5 separate regions of the Sus scrofa genome follow, and regions 1, 2, 3 and 4 are each linked to region 5. The links are chromatin contacts, called in public Hi-C and promoter capture Hi-C maps. All regions are on one chromosome and are shown on one strand. The core of a region is the stretch at or near the end of the contact, and the rest is flanking DNA. Distances in the headings are between cores, read along the strand shown. Region 1 holds the start of CENPU (centromere protein U). Region 2 holds the start of IRF2 (interferon regulatory factor 2). Region 3 holds the start of PRIMPOL (DNA-directed primase/polymerase protein). Region 4 holds the start of LOC106506214 (collagen alpha-1(I) chain). Region 5 holds the start of ING2 (inhibitor of growth protein 2).

The links. Promoter capture Hi-C pulls out the DNA fragments that hold promoters and counts their contacts. A called contact is a pair of places that touch in the nucleus more often than the background predicts.
Region 1: a Hi-C map of liver shows a contact between it and region 5, with 4 times the contacts expected there. The contact joins the promoter of CENPU here to the promoter of ING2 in region 5. A contact is called at or near these places in 1 of 5 promoter capture datasets (liver) and 2 of 47 Hi-C or Micro-C datasets (heart right ventricle and liver).
Region 2: a contact with region 5 is called in a Hi-C map of liver, with 6 times the contacts expected there. The contact joins the promoter of IRF2 here to the promoter of ING2 in region 5. A contact is called at or near these places in 4 of 47 Hi-C or Micro-C datasets (epiblast stem cells, heart right ventricle, liver and 1 more) and 1 of 2 datasets of contacts at active chromatin or transcription factors (alveolar macrophages).
Region 3: a contact with region 5 is called in a promoter capture Hi-C map of liver, with 3 times the contacts expected there. The contact joins the promoter of PRIMPOL here to the promoter of ING2 in region 5. A contact is called at or near these places in 2 of 5 promoter capture datasets (fetal liver and liver) and 1 of 47 Hi-C or Micro-C datasets (skeletal muscle).
Region 4: a promoter capture Hi-C map of liver shows a contact between it and region 5, with 4 times the contacts expected there. The contact joins the promoter of LOC106506214 here to the promoter of ING2 in region 5. A contact is called at or near these places in 2 of 5 promoter capture datasets (fetal liver and liver) and 3 of 47 Hi-C or Micro-C datasets (heart right ventricle, retroperitoneal adipose tissue and skeletal muscle).

The regions. Positions count from the first base shown.
Region 1 is chr15:45,850,053-45,852,752 of Sscrofa11.1, forward strand. It overlaps CENPU (centromere protein U), which reads right to left and starts at 1,409. Exons shown (of 12, transcript XM_013984043.2): 1 at 1,034-1,409. The coding sequence starts at 1,065. It overlaps PRIMPOL (DNA-directed primase/polymerase protein), which reads left to right. Exons shown (of 15, transcript XM_021076332.1): 15 at 894-1,000. The coding sequence ends at 913.
Region 2 is chr15:45,691,873-45,694,572 of Sscrofa11.1, forward strand. It overlaps IRF2 (interferon regulatory factor 2), which reads right to left and starts at 1,369. Exons shown (of 12, transcript XM_021075622.1): 1 at 1,276-1,369.
Region 3 is chr15:45,762,880-45,765,579 of Sscrofa11.1, forward strand. It overlaps PRIMPOL (DNA-directed primase/polymerase protein), which reads left to right and starts at 1,382. Exons shown (of 15, transcript XM_021076332.1): 1 at 1,382-1,512; 2 at 2,384-2,443.
Region 4 is chr15:45,632,867-45,635,566 of Sscrofa11.1, forward strand. It overlaps LOC106506214 (collagen alpha-1(I) chain), which reads right to left and starts at 1,291. Exons shown (of 1, transcript XM_021075624.1): 1 at 1-1,291. The coding sequence starts at 798. The coding sequence ends at 187. All of the region lies in intron 4 of IRF2 (interferon regulatory factor 2), which reads right to left.
Region 5 is chr15:44,916,211-44,918,910 of Sscrofa11.1, forward strand. It overlaps ING2 (inhibitor of growth protein 2), which reads left to right and starts at 1,385. Exons shown (of 2, transcript XM_003133342.5): 1 at 1,385-2,485. The coding sequence starts at 2,314. It overlaps LOC100621235 (a long non-coding RNA gene), which reads right to left and starts at 1,356. Exons shown (of 5, transcript XR_001301384.2): 1 at 1,271-1,356.

The sequences.
Region 1 (2,700 bases), core at 159-2,658, 930 kb after region 5:
CATTTTGGGGGGGGAGGATGAACAGATTTCATGAATCTCAAAAGGCAAAAATGTTACATGTATGTGTATATGTTTGTGTACAGAGAGAGAGAACCACCCCCCCACTGGCCTAGCAGATAAAGTTTAACTCTTGTCACCTGATGTTTCAAGGCTCCAATATTTTTTCCCAGTCCTCCTCCCCACTGTGGGCGTCTTAGGTTCTTCCCCACTGGCCACTGGAATCTAGTCTCAGTTTACTCCACCTCCCTGCTTTGTCTTGCCCCAGCCTTTCCCCTATGCTGTCGGCTTGCCTCTACCATCACCCCACATCTACAAATGCACCTTCTCCGGGAAGCCTTCCCACGGTCCAGGTGGAACTCCTTTGCAGACTAATCAAAGCAAGCCAAGGCCCCTCCAGCCAGGACCAGACACCACCAGCAAGATACTTGCCAACAAATCCAGAGGGAATAACATTTTAGAGAGCAGTTTTGCAATCTATTTTAAATTGCATGCCCTTTTTGATTAAAAACAAAAAACCTTGCCCCATCCTGGCTGGAGTGCTCCTTTAAGAACCACAAGCAGCCGGCCGGAGATGTAGTTCAACTTTATGGTCTGTGGTTTGTGTTATAAAAACAAGCAAGGTCTTGAAAATAAGAATACTGACTACCAGCCAGAGTGTAAAAGCCACTAGAATGTGATGTCTGGCAAGTGGTAGAGTGGTACGCCCTCATAAGTTATTTGTTGGACAGTTCGTTTTAAAATGTTTTGTCTACTTTAGACTACACTCACCCAAAATGATGCTAACACTAGCCAGCGTTCTCGCCTGCCCGTCAGGCACCGTTATAAACTGTAACTCCTCTAAGCTTCCCCGTAATTCCTAGAAAATTGTGACTATTATTACTCCCCTTTTACAGACCTGGAAACTTATCGCTAGGACAAACAGCACAGTGCCAGAACCAGGCAGCACCAACAGCTCCGAGAGGCCCAAGATCCGCGGAAGAGAAAGAAGATAAAGTGGGCCCCAACCTGCGTCGCGAGGGTCCTCAATACCTACCCTGAGCGCGTTACTCGTCCCGGCTGGGCCATCACGGCCCACAGCTCCCTGCGCCCGCGCAGCTCCTGAAGCTCCCGCCAAACCCCGCGCTGCTCCCAGCGGCCAATCGGGGCCGAGCACGCGGGCACGCCTCCCGCCCCGCGCCCGGTCTTACACACAGGCGGGCTAGGGCTCTTCCCCGTCCTAGAGCGCTAGAAAAAACCCGGTCTGGTACTGCGCTAGAGCGGATTTGGAGTCCAGGCTTTAAAACCAGTTGCTGACAGTGCATGATACGCCAAACATTTGTCGGGTTTTTCCTCTCACCCACGTGCCTCGCCCTTTTTCCTAAGTTCCAAAGAGTCAGAGCCGCCAGGGCCCGCCCTTGGGGGCGGGAGGGGGAGGAGCCAGAGCCGGAACTGGAGAGGGCGCCCGCCTGTGAGGGGCGGATCCAAACCCAGGGTGGGACCGCTGGGTGCTTAAGCGCCTGCGCAGCTATCTAGAGTAAAGATTTGGAAATAAGGTTTGATTTTTAGTCTGCCAACGCCTGTAATCAGTTGTGTCATCTTGGCTTATTATTTTATTTCTACCCCAGTTTTTTCACTCATAAGTGGGGAGGGCCTTTTCTGGAGCTAATATTCTCTGATTCTTTACTTTCTCTCTAAAAAATGCATTATCCTGCAAAAGATGATTTTGGACCCCTATCACCCCCCCAAAAAAAATAACTCACTCAAAATGGATCAAAGACCTAACTATAAGGGCTAAAACTATAAAACTCTTAGAAGAAAATATAGGGCAAAAGCTTTATGACATTGGATCTAGCAATGATATCTTGAATCAAGACATCAAAAAGCACAGTTTAGGATGATGAAAGAGTTCTAGAAGTGGCTAATGGTGGATGGTTGCATAGCCATGTGAATATTCTTAAGTAGTGCCACTAAATGGTACAGTTGAAAGTGGCTAAAATGCTAAACTATATGTTACGTATATATCACCACAATAAAAATTATTAGAGTTCATGCACATAATATAGCATATACAAAGATAAAATGGAGCACACAGATGGTCACCACTGGATAGGAAATTAATATTTATCATTCCTGGAGTTCCTGTCGTGGCTCAGTGGAAATGAATCTGACTAGTATCCATGAGGACAAAGGTTTGCTCCCTGGCCTCATTCAGTGGGTTAGGAATCTGGCATTGCCAGTGAGCTTTGGTGTAGGTGGCGACATAGCTTGGATCTGGCATTGCTGTGGCTGTGGCATCGGCTAGTGGCTATAACTCTGATTGGACCCCTAGCCTGGGAACCGCCATATGCCATGCGTGCAGCCCTAAATAGACTATACACACACACACACACACACACACACACACACACACACACACATATATATTTACTTAATTACATAATTACAAAGTAATACATATATATATATTTATTTATCATTTCTTCCAAGGATAACCACACTTCCAATGTTGCGTTTCTCATTCCCATGTTTTTCTACCTTGCTATATTCCTAAAATGTTATTTATTGTATATTTTTAAACTTTATACAAATAATATTTGGATGTATTGTGCAAGTGCTCTTACTCAAAGATATAAATTTTAGGTTTATTCACAGTGATGCATGTAGCTCTCATGCATTCATTTTTGTAATGCATTAAGTAAATATATCACATTTTCTTTATTC
Region 2 (2,700 bases), core at 119-2,618, 780 kb after region 5:
CAAAGGTACCATGTGCTGGACACCATGACAGGCATCACGCAGACAACTGTGAACAACACAGATGTGGCTCTTACCTTCCTCAATCTTAGCGACAAGATAGAGATACTGCAAACTGACCCGTATGTCTCCTCCAGATTTTCAGACTCTTCCCAGATTCACTGGCCTTACTCTTCAGCCTTGACCCCATGGTCACTAATTTCAACTTTTCTTTTAACTGACATTCCTAGTTCCCCTGGCCTTTCATTACATTTGCCAAATTACCACCATTACTAATATACTTTGGAGTGTTATGGAGTTTAAGAACTATATTCACAACAATGAATATAGTTTAAAATAATAATTTTAATTGTCTTCACAAAAACTGTCATGTGGGGAGGAAAGGTTATTTCACAGATGAGAAAACAGGGATTCAGAGGTAAACTAACCTGTATGAAATTACAGAGTTAATAAATAGCAAAGCTGGGTCTCAACCAACCATCCATCTTTCTTCTCAACAAGAACACATTTCTTGAACAAGCGACTTGTGGTCAACTGTAATTGTTCACCTCCCACCTTCATTCACTCCTCAACTTGCCATTTCCCTCTGACAGTCCCTCACTCCTGTACTGGTAAGTTTCTACTTTCACTGGGGGAGGGGGGGGAGGGACTGCGGTTTCCCATGTATTACATTTATTTAAGTGTGTCATACTACATTTATAATTACATATATTAAGGGTGTCAGTCAAGCAGTGCGTTTTATTTGCCCTTAAATACAGGTATTCGTCCAAGGTTGTCTTCAGCGCACATTAACAATTATGAGCTGAAAGATCATAAAAATAGAGATCCCAGGCCCAATTGAAACCAAGTGCAAAACGCTAACTAGCTTGCAAGAAGCGCGCCCGGATTTCCAGGTTAAAACATCTGCCTTGCAGACTCCTAAAACAATATTCCAACTCCCCGAGAAATGCCTGCGAAGATATAAAGAGAAAAAAAAAAAAATCCGCTACTCCAACAAAATCCAGAACTGTCAGCCTCTTTTACGCGCAGGGAGGGATGGGGGACACCTCCCAAGACGAGCTTACTGCAACCAGACAAGCGCAAGCCGCGACCACCTGTGTAAGGCCTGCATGAAAGACCCCTCTTCCCGGTCAGAAAAGCCAAGCCCGTGCACTCCAGAAATCGAGGCAGCTGCACACCAGAAATCTCTGCAGCAGACTTGCTGCTTTTTTGTGACAGAAAAAGAAAAAAATAAGTGACTCCAAACCGCTTCCCAAGCAGCCAACAAACCCCTCCCACCTTTAACTTTTCTTGGACTCGCAGAGCCACTGTTATTCCGGAAACGCCCCGGCAGGAAGTAGAGCCGTGAATGCGGCAGCACGAAGCATCCTGGGAGTTGTGGTCCACGCTCAGAATGCGCAGGCGCAGAGGTGGCCGCCCAAGAGCAGAGCCCGACGGGAATGGTAGTTTCTCCTGCGTTAACCTAGCGTAAGGGTGTCCAAAGGTCAGACAGATGCAATTTCGCGAGTTCTCATTTCAGACAGCAGGGGTGCCCTCACTGAGGGCCTGTAGGTCTGGGAGACTTGGTTTGGGAAATGTGCCTGTCGTCTGACGTTCGACAGTAGATCTGAGATGGATTGAGATAGCCCTCAAGTGGACTGAGTGGAGCGAAGCACAAGCCGTAAGATCTGCAAACTGGACTGTGGACTGTGCGGGAACACTGTAGAATTAAGGAGAGAAGCCGTCTCAAAGACTCAGAGAAAGAACGGACTTCAGTGTTATTTACCTCATGAATCAGAAGAACATTTTGGAGAAGGATACCGAAAAAAATTACATATATGACATGCAGGCCAATGAAAGTATGGCACAGTCTGAAAGAATATGCAGCAAAATATTAAGGTTCATTTTTTTTTTAATAAGGGATTTTTTTTTTTTTTTACACTTTTATGTATTTTCTGAATTGTCTACAAGGGCTAAGTATTCCTTTTTGGTATAAAATACTGCAAATATGAAGTAAAATATATAGAGTAATTTTTTTTTTGTCTTTTCTAGGGCCACTCCCGCAGCATATGGAGGTTCCCAGGCTAGGGGTCTAATTGGAGCTGTAACCGCCGGCCTACACCACAGCCACAGCAACGCGGGATCCAAGCCACGCCTGCGACCTACACCACAGCTCAGGGCAGCGCTGGATCATTAACCCACTGAGCAAGGCCAGGGATTAAACCTGCAACCTCATGGTTCTTGGTGAGATTCGTTAACCACTGCGCCACGACGGGAACTCCATATAGAGTAATTTTTAAAGGCCCTGGAATCTACCACAAAGCTTTGTCTTATTTACTTCCTCCCTCCCTCCCTCTATTCCTTCCCTTCTTTTCTCCTATGCTCCCTCTTTCTTTCCTTCTTTCTAAAAAAAAAAAAAAAATTACTAAGAAAAAAACAATAGAGAGATGTCCCTTATTTAGTCCTTTCTCTGCTGTGTGGAAATACACACACACTCTGAAGGGTTTTTATTTTATTTTATTTTATTTATGTATGTATGTATTTTTTTGTCTTTTGTCTTCTTGAGGCCGCATCCCCGCATATGGAGGTTCCCAGGCTAGGGGTCGAATCAGAGCTGTAGCCCATGGCCTACACCACTGCCACAGCAGCTGGGGATCTGAGCCGGGTCTGCGACCTGTGTCACAGCTCACAGCAACACAGGATCTTTAACCCAATGAGAGGGGC
Region 3 (2,700 bases), core at 132-2,631, 850 kb after region 5:
TTCAGGTCTGAACATGATCAGGAGTTTGATACTTGAAATTACCTCTTCAGAGCGCGGAGTCAAAAGTCAACCCGAGAAAATCTAGGCCTGAGACGAAGGCAAGAGAGACCAAACCCTCACCCAGTAATGGGAGGATCAGCCCCAAGGGCCAGAGCTTGACCAGCTCGCCTCCTGCCCTCAGGTCATCTTTTCTCCGAGCCCATCCTCTTCAACTTCTTTCCGATTCAAATTTCAGTCTCAGATCCCCGCTGCCTCCCGCAACCCGGGTCCGAGTTCCTACCACCCGGCCTCAGCGCCCCCGCCTGGCCTCCCGCACTTCTCCCCGGATTCAGCGACCGGGTCAAGCCTCCCGCTATCAAGCTTCGGCGTGCTGACCCAGTTCTACCGACTTCCTCTTTTTCCACCAGGCTTCTGGATCTTCGTTCATCCACCAATCCCCTGGGCTCGTTGACTCCGACTGGGTCTCCGCTCCCCAGCCTCCCGTTGCCGGTTCCACATCCCGGTGTGGTCTCCCGCCACCCGTGCGGCCCAGCCTATCTTCAGTCCAGCCTCCCATCCCCAAAGCTCGGCATTCGCAGCCGGGTCTCCGCTCCCCGGCCTGGGCTCCCATCTCCGGGCTGGGTCTCTGGATCTGCGGGATTCAGCTCGTCCCCGCCCCCGTCGTCGTGGCAAAACAAAGGACCTACCGCCCGAACCCTGCCCGTCTCCCTGGAGAAGCTGCAGGCTCGCGCAGGTCCCCGGGGCGGGCGTTAGGTTTGGAGGGGTGGAGGGATCCGGCCCAGGGCCACCGCACAGAGGAAAGAATCTTGGAAGGCATCACTCACCGTCCAGCACGCACACCACAGTCACCTTCTCTCTCCCCGCCAACTCTGCTTCCGCCGCCGCAAAACTTGGAGTTGAGCTCCGCAGCAGACCCCGCCTCCAATGGCTCCGCCCCTCCGCTCCGCAAGCTCCACTCAAAGCCGACACGTTAGTCAGGCCCCAGCTCGCCCCGCCTCCCACCCCCTCAACCCCCGAGAACCCGCTCCCCCGGAGAACATCGTCCCTTCGGAAAACAGCTCCCGGATTCCCGGCTCTCCGCGTTAGCCTTTCCCCGCCTCCAGGAATGCAGCTCCCTTAAAGTCCTTGCCAGGTCGGAGAATTTCGTCCTCTCACAGGCCCCGCCCCGCACGAGAGCACCGCCCTCTCAAGGCCACGCCCCACACGAGAATACCGCCCCTTCGCAGGCTCTTCCGGCGAGAGAACGTTGCTCGGCGGGGAACACTAACCCTTCACCGTCTGGCGAACTCCTGCCTTCTCAGCTGTCCGCGCCCGCCTTTCCCGGCCGCCGAGAACGCTGCTGACAAGTCCCCGCCCCGCCCAAGAACACCGTCCCGTCGCGCTCCCTGCTCCCCGCCTCGGTCCCGCCCCCGCTCCAGGTTTGAAGATTCGGTCCCGCCACAGTCCGCTGGTCGCAGGTTCCGCCAGCCGCTGAGGACCCGCGGGTTTCCGCCCCAGCGTAGGTTTCTGGAGGTAACGGAGGGGCCCTGAAGGCCGCACAGGACCCCAGAGGCAAAGAGAAGGGAGCCCCGGGCGGGCGCTCCTGGAGGAAGGGAAGCCGGCCGCAGCCTTAGGTCACCCCCATCCCTGTACCTAAATCAAGAGCTCTAATCGCCCTCCGTTTGAACCCCCAGCCTATTTGGGGTCACGAACTCTTTTCAGACCCGGTATCATTTTCGCACAAGGATATACCAATGCAATTGAGCAGGCTATTCTTCGCCAATTTCAAGGGGTTCATGACATCCTGACGAGTCCGGGCCCCGGTGAAGGACTAGTCCACTCCCCACACTTTGTTCATTTGGATATCAATCAGGGGCGATGTTTTGTGCACAAATACACTTCGTTCTGTGTACGGCTTGTGTTCGTGGAGTGCTCATCTGTGCTCTTACCTTTTCTTACTCTTTCAACAAGCCCTGGAGGTAGGAATTACAATTCCCACCTGGGCTTTAAAAGGCTAATTAGTTTGCTCTAATTCAGTTACACGAGTTAAAACTCACCTCCCAAGAATGAAACCTAGGCCTTTATCCCTCCCATATTGAGAGAGGACCGTGTTTGACCTTTTTCTGCTGCAGTAAAATAGGAAGAGTAGGACACATTCCCAATCTCAACAGTGATTAGCATGCAGTTATTCATAAGGAAGGCAGTACTGTACCATTTTTTTTAGCTAGTGCTGTTATGTAATAGTGAAGCCCAGACCCCTTTCTTACTAAAATGAAACTTCTGTTGCAGCAGCAGCAGCAGTTTTCTGTTGTTATGTAAATTACACTTAAGAGAAACTTTAATTATAGCAAAACAGTTGGCTGAAGGCAATGTCTTCTGACTTAGTCTGATGATTTCTTTTTAGCAGAGGTGTCAGAGGTGGCAGAACTTGAACTGAGCCTCGAAGGGGAAGACTTTGGCAAAGGTGAGTGGGGTGTTGCAGATGAGGGAGGGAAACCATACTTTAGGGCTCTTGGAGTGAGCCAGGTGCAGGCAATGGTCATTATTCATTTGGTGAGAAGGCTGAACAACAAGAAATCAAATAGGTAGCTGGTTTACGGCCAGATCCTGGAGATTTTGGACTTGCTGAGGTAAACTCTACTGTGCATTAATTATGTGATGCTCTGCATCATTAAGGCATGTCCTTGAGGAAATGTTAAGAAAATAGTCTTAAGCGTGTTT
Region 4 (2,700 bases), core at 41-2,540, 720 kb after region 5:
GTGAAAACTACTAAACGCCAAGCCGCAAGTATGGGGCAACCTCGACTGCCAGTCCCAGGGGTCACGTTCACAGCCGATGACCAGGGGTCCTGCCTACACCGACTGACTCGGGCACCTCGTCCGGCGCTGGGAAGACCGTTTCTGAGCCCGGCTCTGGCTGCCAGCCTCCTGCCCTCTTCTTCCCCTCTAAAGGGGCAAGGGGGTGAGGGCGGCCAACGCAGCCACACGTGCGGCCCAAACCCAGACGCCAGTGCGTCCTCGGAAGGGGATGAGTTGCATCCTGAAGCCCCTGGAACTTGGAAAGGCTGCCCGAGCCCTCTCGGGGCCGGGTCCCAGGCCGTAGCCCCGCGAGCGGGCGGGCGCCACGATCGGCCACAGCGGGCATCGCTTGGTGGGCGAGCCCGGCCCGCGAGGCGGAAAGGAAGTGGCGGCCGCGGCTTTGCACCAACCACGTTTGGCCGGCGGGCGAATGCCACTCGGCGCCCCGAGCGGGATCGGAGGGCGCGGGGCGGGCACACGCGTCCCCACCCCGCCGCCGCCCGCGCCCCGGGACCCCCAGGGGAGCCGGCACCCGGGCTTGCCAGCAGGGCGCCGCTCGGTCCCCGGAGGCTCCCCGCCCCCACCTCGCCCGCTCCGTAGCCGAGGCGGGTCAGGCCCAGCGCGCGAGGCCGGCCCGGGGGCGCCCGCGGGGACCCGGAGGCGCCCGGCGCTAGGCCGCGGCCGGGGCCGCTGACCCCTGGGCGCGGCGCCCTCCCAGGACGCGCCGCCCGAGCCCCCGGCGCGCCGGGACAAGTGCATCGACAAGGCCCCAGGGCCAGCCCGGGCGCTGGCCGGCGGGAAGGAGGACGCGGCGTCCCTCCCGGGCGGTGGCGGCAGCGGCCCAGCCCCCAGGAAGCCGGGCGCGCCGGCCAGGCCCGGCGCCCAGCCGGGTTCCGAGCCCGCCCGCCGGCCCCGGCCGCTGGCACCCGACGCCCGCGACCCTTCCCCGAGTCCGGCAGGCGGGCGAGCCCTGGGACCGCCGCCGGGCTCCGCATCAAGTTTCCTTTGGCCGCGGCGGGAGGTGCCTCTCCCGGCCAGACGCGGGGCGCAGGCTGCGGGCGGTCGGCGGGTTCCTGTCTATTTATGCCAGAAGCTGCCGGGAGAGAGCCACTGCCGCCGGGCACCGAGAAGGACCCGCTTCTCTCCTTAGGATCTGGTGGCTACGGCGTCTGTAAACATACACACGCACCCACATGCACCCGATAATTTTGTTTTAAAAGGAGGCCCGACTCCAACAGTCCTGCACCCCCCCCAACACCTGGGGTGCAGAATCACACAGAGCAGGTCTGTGTCCATGGAGCCACCTCTCCGCATCTGCAAATCCAAAAGTGAAATTAAACCTCCACTAACCTCCTCCTCCTCCTCCTCCCTCTTTACCTCCTCCTCCTCCTTGCAGCCTCAGCAGCCCCAGTAGCAGCAGCAACAGCAGCAGAAACCTGCTTTCCCTAAAATCAGATGATCCATAATAGCGCCGACTGTTCCTCCAAAAATCAGTATTAATATTTATGAACCTCAGCATTTTCCGTCTGCCAAACATCGTGTCAAACCATCAGGACGCGCGCACACACAGATCCCCTCCAGTCCTCATAAACATGCCCTCGAGAAAAACACACACGCACAGTCACAACTATTATTTGAAAAATGTTACCTCTCAGTGTGCTTTTTCACGCTACCAATACAATTCCGCAAGGCTTAAGTGTTGCTAGGGTGTGTGAAATGGAAATGAAAGCCCGTCAGTTGAATAATCGCAGGAGCAAAACTAAAAGTTACTCCCCGGCTTGCCTGAGAACAGTCCAGATCGAAAGCAAAACAAGGAGAGGAAACTGCGAAGCGCTGAGGCTGGAAATCCCCCCACCCCCCGCCCTCCTGCCAGCCTCGCTCCCTCCCTCCCTCCCTCCCTCGCTCCCCCCTCCTCCCTCCTCCCTCCTCCCTCCGCCCTTCCTCCCCAGTGTTTGTTTCAAGCTTGTGCAACCGGGAGGTGGAGGCGGAGGGAGGGCTCGAGCAGCCCGGCCGGGAGGTGCGGAAGTTCGCCGCCGCCGTTCATTGGCCGGCCGCACGGCTTTCATCATTTCTCGGAAAAGTCAATTTCATTTTCACTTCCCCACGACGCGGCAGCAGGAGCAACAAGCGGCTGCTCGCGAGTCTGTTGCTCGCACCTCCCGGCGCTCACACTCCCGCGCTCACACTCGAGCGGGGACCCGGGGGGTTACGGGCCGCGAGCTTGGGTTCCGGCCAGAAGCTGTTAACGGTAGGAGGGAAAGGCAGGTACCTACCTACCTGACTCTCCATCCTAAACGTAACCTGAGGGTGGGAAGGAAGGAGGAGGAGGACGTGCCGGGGAAGCAAAGCTCTTGCCATCCAGTTGGTGGGGCAGGTGTAAGAGACATCTAGAGCCTGTTTTCTGAGTGAATAAAAACTCACTTTGTAACACTTCCCACTTCAAGGAACAAAAGGAGCAATTAACCGACAAGATAGCATTACTTAGATATTAGTGCAATGACTGGGCCAAGGGGCCAAGTGTCGCGACGTCCTGCACTTTATTTGAACCCTTATCGGTAGTTGACAGTGTAACCCTTTGAGGGGCTGCCGGTCATCTGGGACACCGCCTGGAGCTCTTTTGGGGGGGCGATAAGAAAGGCCTTCCCCTAGTAAGTCAACAGC
Region 5 (2,700 bases), core at 135-2,634:
GTATTCAGAATCACTGCCTTTTCTCACTTCTACTTTCTAACCATGTGTCATATCTGCCTGCAGATCACTATTTAGGCTGAATAAAATCATAGGTGCATTCTATGTCTAATCAGAATCAATAAATAATAAGACATTGTGCATTATTTGGGGCCTTCAAAAAAACCCTAACCGATTTAAATCTATGTGTAAACAAAACTAGTAAGGTTCAGGCAAAAAGTGATAAAATTCAATTTTTCACAGTGACTGTTTTTTGACAAGATCTGGCTGCTTAACCTAAGAGATTTAAAGGAGGACAACAATAAGAAACCTAGATGATTCTCTGAAATACAATACTACACTGCCTGGGTTGAAGTGGTCAAAACCTCAAAGTGTCACAGGAAAATAGCACATGACAATCTTCGAGTCCTGTGTAATATTACTTTGTTCCCAAGACTCAAATTTCCAAGAATGCTTTGTTTCGGCTTTAAAATTTAAAATATCCTGTACCTCAAGGTCTAGATTTCTCTTTGCATGTCAATGGTAACCATACTATTAACAGCTATTTCAAAAGTACTCTAAATAGGTCACCATGCAAGTGCACCACCGCGGCGAACCAAATGGATATAAGGAGAAATCCAAATTTATCACCCACTCACGTTTTCTTTTTAACTCAAATGTGCTACTCACAATAGTGTTTGTTTACTTTGGCACGCCATTAAAATTCTCTTTGTATTAGTTCTCTTTACACCCGTTTCTTCCAAAAACACACGTCATTATACAAACTGAGTCCATCTGAAATTAAAATTAGCTCCTCTGCCTGGCATTTCAGTTTACAAAAGACAGAAATTAAACCCTGTCGACCGATCACCTAGATGAGGACGTGAACCTGATTCCTAATTAGGTTTTTCCTCGCGTCTTCACCACCCCTTGTCCTCGGGCCCCCCAGTGTTTTTCTGTCTTAGAGGAGAAAGATGTTAAGGTGGTGGTGAACCTCAAGCCGCCAGGAAGCCCTAGCCGACGTTTAATGCTTAAACGTTCTGATCCCCCGGGGGGAAACTTTTTTCTTTTTCTTTTTTTAAGGTTACCCGTTGGACAGTTTTCAGGGCAGTCAGCCCACACTAAACTCGATCTCCCAAGAGCGGGAGGGTGGACAAAACCTGCACGGTCGTGGGACGGCGCGGGGGGGCCCCGCGTCTGAGGAAGGGTGGGACCTCGTTGAAGCCAGGAGATTCAAAACACGGATCGACTAAGGGAGAAAGAAACCTCAGGGGGCTGTGGGGGCACCGCCTACCTCCGCGATCAGCCCCGGATGCTCCGGGAGCCTACAGGCCGCGGCGGGAGGAGGACCGAGCCCGAGGGCGGTGCCGAGCGGGCGGGCACACAGCCGCCGCGCATGCTCGGAGCCGCGCCCGCTGCAAGCCGCCGCGTCGACCCGCAAGGCCTCCCTCCAGGGTCGCGGCGGAGAGCCACCGCCCGCTGCTCCTTTTAAGGCTTGCGAGGGGCCGCGCTTGATCCACCTGATGGGGGAAAAGTCGGTAACACCGGGCTGGGGGAGCTGGTCCAAGCTTCCCCCTCCCTGTGGGAAGGACGAAAGGGAGGACTCAGCCGTCAGCCCCCGCAAGTCCCATTCAGACCTTGAGCAAAGAGGTGGACTTGACAGTGCTTCCCCTTTAAGAGGGGGCGGTGCGCAGCCTGCCGTTTGGCTGCCCTTCGCACCCTCCCCCCGCCCCGGGCCGAGAGTTTACAGACCAATCACCCGGGTGGCGGAGGGAAGGCGGGAGAATGCGAACCTTTCGGTAGGGCGGTAGGGGCGGGCCCCCGGCCTTATTAGGAGGGAGGCCTGCGCAGGCGCAGACGCGTCCGCAGCCGGAGGGGCGGGGGCAATCCAGTGAGAGACTCTCCGACAGGCACCGAGGGTGATTGGGAGGAAAGGGGCAGCGAAAGGCTTGTCATGGGGTTCCGAGCTGCGAAGCGGCATCGGTAGCATCTGGGGATTTTGAGGGGGACAGGAAGTGTCAACGCCCGGGACCCCGGCGCCAGCTCCGCTGGGGGGATCCCCGCTGCTCTAGTCCTGGGGAGGGAGGGGAAAAAGGAGGGAGCCCAGATCTCGCCCCGCCCCTGGGCTTGTTACCGCGGGGGCGGGGAGTGAGGGCTTCTTTTTGGGGGGAGTGGAGATCGGGGGACTCGGCTGTGCCCTCCTGAGCGGCTGCGGGTGTCCCCGCGGCGCCGGGCTGCGGAGCAGAGGAGCCGCGGCGGCCGTGGCTGTTGCATGAGTGGCTGCTGGATGCGGAGGCGGCGGCGGCGGCGGCGGCGAGGAGCAGCAGCGGCGGCAGGATGTTAGGGCAGCAGCAGCAGCAACTCTACTCGTCGGCCGCACTCCTGACCGGGGAGCGGAGCCGGCTTCTCACCTGCTACGTGCAGGACTACCTCGAGTGTGTGGAGTCGCTGCCCCACGACATGCAGAGGAACGTGTCCGTGCTGCGAGAGTTGGACAACAAATATCAAGGTAGGGGCCGCGGGACTGCCTGTGCGGGTCCTCCCCCAACTCATCCGCTGGCCGCCGGGCACGGTCCCTCGGAGCCTGCCTGGGGAAGTGCCGCTTTCCATTTCTCCTGTGACAGTCTCCCCGAGTGTACAGAGGGGTCTGGTGTGTGGGACGGGAGAACGGGACTGGAGACGGGGTTCGCGGCCCTCCCTTCCCCCTGCGGTCGGCGAGGACTT